Linked DNA regions of Hordeum vulgare: region 1 is linked to region 2. A link is a contact called in public Hi-C data. All regions are on one chromosome and are shown on one strand. Each heading gives the region's core, a stretch centred on a gene start, on an enhancer-like site or on the middle of the called end of the contact. The rest is flanking DNA. Distances are from core to core; before and after follow the strand shown.

The links. Hi-C and Micro-C count contacts between places; a contact is called where the count stands out from the background.
Region 1: a contact with region 2 is called in a Hi-C map of leaf, with 5 times the contacts expected there. The contact joins the enhancer-like site here to the promoter of LOC123449167 in region 2. A contact is called at or near these places in 2 of 6 Hi-C or Micro-C datasets (both in leaf).

What each region holds. Positions count from the first base shown.
Region 1 is chr4H:505,337,490-505,340,189 of MorexV3_pseudomolecules_assembly, reverse strand. No RefSeq gene overlaps it. Among protein-coding and RNA genes, the nearest start is that of LOC123451573, 5.2 kb to the left of the region's middle. Within about 2 kb of position 1,414, at least 2 of the 3 cell types and tissues checked have open chromatin away from gene starts, as enhancers often do. A contact at or near this core is called in leaf, where this site is marked.
Region 2 is chr4H:505,204,438-505,207,152 of MorexV3_pseudomolecules_assembly, reverse strand. LOC123449167 (probable 4-hydroxy-tetrahydrodipicolinate reductase 2, chloroplastic) reads left to right here and starts at 1,311. Exons shown (of 8, transcript XM_045126273.1): 1 at 1,311-1,649; 2 at 2,377-2,614. The coding sequence starts at 1,482.

The DNA.
Region 1 (2,700 bases), core at 165-2,664, 130 kb before region 2:
TAGGTGCTACTTACCTATCAGCAAATCCAGTTTTCATGCCAGAACTAAACACATTGAGATAGACTTTCACTTTGTCCGAGAAAGAGTTGCAAATAAACTTTTGGACATTCGATTTTTTCACTCAAAGGACCAGGTTGCATATGGTTTTACCAAGGATCTACCTACAAGAAGTTTTGAAGACTTCAAACATAATCTCAACTTGGTAAGGTTATGATTAAGGAAGGGTGTTAAACATAATATGATGATGCGGGCCATGTGTTAAGGAGGATCTCCAACTGAAGGGGTTTATCTCCAACCGAAGGGGGTTTAAGTTAGACAAGGTAGATACTCATGTAATGTTTAATCTCTTATCTCTTGCTTTCCTTCACCTCCAAGATTGTATCTCTAAGGATCTATACTAACCTCTTGTACGCGGTATGAGGGCTCGCAACCCAGCTATATAGCACGTAGCACGTCGGCCTGGAAGGCTAAGACGTTTCCGCATTATCGCACAAGTAACCCACCGGGCAACCAAAAATGATGATGCAGAACACAACGCACCATACTAGCATCGCCCTCCGTGATGCTTCGTTTGATCTCGATCAGGTGTGTCCTTTCTTATGTAATGATTCGCTTTCAGATGTCATTGTGCTACACCCACCAACAATGAATATATTCTATCGTCGAGAGGCGAGATCTGAGTCACTAGGTGAAAAAGTACTTTTGATTCTTAATGGTGGATGGCCTATTTCATTAAAGAATTTTTTTCACCTATCACTATGAATATAGGACAGTAAAAAGAAAATTTGAATGTTATAAATTATTTAATGTTAATATTGCTTTAACCTACATTATAAGTGTTTTTTGGTATCATTTTATATTTACATATATTAATTATTATTTGATGCATATATTAAGGGGCCTCCGATTCTACTTTTGCCCTGGGACCTCGAAATCTCAGGACTGCCCTTGAGTGAAAACAATTGTGTTTGTTGTATTTTTTAAAACATACGTTTATTTTTTTTAATACAAACTGAAAGAAAATTAATGTGTTGTGATTTTTATAAATATATGATTTAAAGTTTCTAATACATCTATAGAACATACACCAAATATTGTTGGAATAAAAGCAAAAAGGGAAGAAAAAACATCCAAATAGTTCCTCTTCTAAAATGTGCAAGTGAAGCTCGCTAGAATAGGGTTGGCCTATTGGCGCTGGCATTCACGCGTTGCCTATACTGTTTGACGCTTTAGAGCGTCGAACAAGAGGTCTCCAAATGTCCATAGTAATTTCGTATCAAGCTACTCCTGTACTCCCTCTGTCCCATAATATATGAACGTTTTTTATCATATTTGAATGTTCAAAACGTCCTTATAGTATAAGACGGAGGAAGTACATGTAAAAAATGTTTAAATCAGGGAGTTCCTATGCCCGCTGCAGGCACCAGTTAACGATCCGGCGCCTGCAGCGCTACAAACAAGGGCCGGCCCACTAGACTGTTGCCCAGTTTTTCTATCTCCTTTGATTTTTTTTTGTTACGAAAAAAATATAAAATCAGAAAAGGTTTACAGATTTAAAGAAGAAAGGTACATACATTTGAAAAAAGTTCATATCTTTAATAAAGGTTTATCAATTTTGAAAAATGTTCCTCAATTCGAAGAAAAGTTCATCCAAATTAGAAAAGTTTCATTAAAGTTCAATAAATTTGTAAAATGTTCATAAAAAATAAAGAAAGTTCATATATTTATTTAAAAAGTTCATTGAACTGTAAATAAGTTCATAAATCTTTAAAAAGTTCATCCATTTACAAAATAATATTCATCAAATTTTGAAAACTTCATCGATATTGAAAAACATTCAGCAATCTTAAAAAGTATACGTTTAAATTTTTAAAAAGTCTATCAATATACAAATAAGTTCATAGAAAGTTTTTAAAAAAAGTCACAAGCGCCTAGATGGGCCCGTCCAGTTCGGACTTCAAAGGGGCCAGTTAACAAAAATACACGTTAACTCCCCTCGTGTGGCGTCAAATAGAAAATGCCACGAAATCGTGCCCTCGCTTATAGGGAAATGGTTACCTCCCCTCGTGTGAAGTAGCTGTGGCTGGGCCTGCCCATTACTGAGGCACAACAATTTTTCTCTCTTTTTTGTTTGTTTTTTCACCATACGGCCCAGGGTTTTTCTGTGTTGTTTTCTTGTCCAACTTTTTTACTTTTTGGGGTCAGATTTTGTTGGTCTTTTTTCTTATGGTTTTTTCTGTTTTTAATATTTATTCATAGATTTTATTTTCTTTTTTTAATCCTTGTTATAATTTATAGGTCTTATAATTATGCGGCTTAACATAGGACCTTACGTATTAAGGAATCCTTCCATCGGATTGTAGCCCTACCCATATAAAATAAACTACTATTGACCTCAAAAAAATACCTTGGTTTCTATTTCTTCAACGGGTTATTTGGTTTCCTTTGTTTCATTCTTGGTTTATTCATTTCCCCCCTTTTTTTGTTTCTTTGTCGTTTTTCATTGTTTTTCTATTTCTTATTTTTTTCCTTTGTTCATTTTCCCTTTATTTAGTGGTTTTCCCTGCTTTCACTGTTTTTCAAATACATGATGTACATATTTTCTTAGATACAATTTTTAAACACTTTTCTGAATATCTGATCAAAAAAATTAAAACACACGAAGAACATTTTTAATAGGAATAAAATTCACCAACAATG
Region 2 (2,715 bases), core at 62-2,561:
GAATAAACGATCTACTTGTCTTGGTGTACTGCCCATTACTATTGAGCCTCTAACTTTCAAGTAGCATAATTAGCATTGTGGTGTGTTCATAATTCTGTCAATTGCCCAGCTGTAATTTGTTTACGCAAGCATAGTTGTTTATCGTCTTTTGGGAGGGAGACATCACTAGTGAACATCATGTGACTCCGGTCGATATCGCCACCATTGCTTATACCTTCATCATTTAATGCTTTCATTTACTTTTCGGTTGCAATCGCTATCATTATTCTCGCTTGTGTTTTGATCCTTTGCAAACTACAAGGCCGGAGAGATCGACAACCTCTCTGTACTCGTTGAGAGCAAAGTTATTTGTGTGTGTGCAGGTTCATGTCTTCTGCTAGCGCTAGGGTGGAAGACACATACTCGTTGATCATAGGAGTCCTCATAGTTCGATAAACCTTACAGTCTCCGTGTAAGGGAAAACCTGCTGCTGACTACATCTCAACCTTCCACTTATGGTAACCAACGAGGGGCGAGAAGTATATACATCATCTCGTCATCAAATGGGCACCCGATCTATAGATAGGTGCTAGTTGTTGGGATGTGCATGTCTCTCCACGACGGCGGCGTGCGCATCTCCTAGTATCTCTTGCAGATCTCCTCCTTGGCGTACGACCGCATCCGAGGTGTCGCCCCGTCCGACAAGATATGGAATGCGGGCGGCAGAGGTGGAGGTGAAGGTAGAGGTGGAGTGGTGGAGCGGCGACGGCGGACGGACGACGACCCACCCTCGTGGTCGTGCCTCGTCTTGCGGTCGGGGAACCATCGGCCCACCATTGTCGTTGGTGTGGAGGTGGAGTAGCGGCGGGCTAGGGTTTGGTTGTCGGGGCTCGTGATCGAGGAGGCATGCGTCGCCGAGAGTGAAAGTGTGGCCCACCGGTCCACGACTTTCACATTAAAAAGGACGACGACCGCTCGATGGGGTGGCTGCTAGGTGGGTCCGCCCGCGCGTGCGTCGTAAATGTGAACGATGAGAGGTAGGTGGCGAGCTGTCACGGGTTCGAGACGGACACAAAGCGGACGCGTGGGCATCCGTTCAACGTCATGTGAATCACAAACCGAATAGGAAAATAGGGTGGACCGGACGCCAAACCGATACAAAATACGAATACGGTCACTCGTTGAGTCGTGCTCTCTGTCCGTTACTCCGTTTGAACGATGGACCAGATGAGGTCCGTGGGTCGGAGTTTTTTTTGCATCGACTTCTTATGTAGGCCTTTCCGTCAAAAAATGAAAGAAAAATAGCGTGCAACGCTCATTCACGCCCAGCACGGCAGCACGGCAGCACGGGTCCTCTACGGATAAACGGTGGCTAGCCGTCCGGTGTCACACTTTCGCCCCGCAGAGCCGCCGGGATAAACCGTCGTTGGCCAGGTCTCCCTATCCGGCTTCACCCCTTGAACTATATCGTGCAAGCAGCCGCGCCGCCGGGCAAGGCAAAAATGCTCTCGGTGCGGGCGCCGCCCCGCGCTTTCTCGCCCTCGCCGCCGTGGCGGAGACGGGGCCGCCTAGACGGTTTCGCCGCGCCGCGGTGTGTCAGCGCCGCGCCACCCGTGACAACCCTAGAGACGGCTACCGCGCGGCCGGCAGGCGTCTCCTTCCCGATTCTGGTACGCTGGCTGCATTTATCACGCCACCGCTAACCTGTTCGGCGGAATGCCGCTGAGGCCACTGGTATTCAGTTGTGTGCAATCAGCAATCCTAACTTTATCGGAGTAGGCAAACTTTCACGATTGCCTTGTCATAAGTTCTTCGTTTCCTAGTTAGTTATGCAGTATGTCTACTTGATGCACAATGAGGCATCAGACTCTGTCAGCTATAAATTTGCCTTTCATCATTCTGGATTTCGAGTTCCTATGCTGCAAAGGAGGTTATTTTCAGCCGTCAAATATTAAGCTACATCATTATGTTACTGGATTTCGAGTTCCCATGGCTGCATGGCACTTTCTCATTTGAAGCAACCAAATATCAGCGTAAAACGTCTTACGCTTGTAAGACATGGTCAGTCCTGCTCACAATTTGTTGATCTCATGTTACAATTCTTTTAATCCGAGTTCCAAACCTTTATAGCATGGTAGGCCAATTTGCCAACTCCCTACTTGTACATGTTAAGGATGCCACATGGATAGTCAATAACAGTGATTACAGGTCCAGTCCAACAACTGGCTGGATAAGACCAATGGACTAGAGTTACTGAATATATTCGATTTTCTACAATGCTTTAGTACAAGATCAATTGGAATATATTCTCATACAGTCATGCTAGACAATTACTTGAGGAATTTATTTAGTACTGTAATATTTACTACTTAGTCTTTCATTTGTTCAATTTTGTAGGTGAATGGCTGCACTGGTAAAATGGGGGTATCTGTTGCTGAGGCAGCTACTTCAAGGGGTCTTCACCTAGTTCCTGTTTCATTCAGTAGTAGAGAGAACCTTGATAAAACAATACAAATTGGTGATACAGACATTGAGATATATGGCCCTTCTGCAAGAGAAGATGTTCTTTCATCTGTCATTGACGAATTCCCAGATGTCGTCGTGGTGGACTACACGGCACCGGATTCTGTGAACTGTAAGTTTTGTCTTATTATTTTATTTTGCTTTATGACATCTTATAACTTGCTTGGGATGATTTATCATTGTGGTAGCTTCTACAATCGAGAAATCACTGCT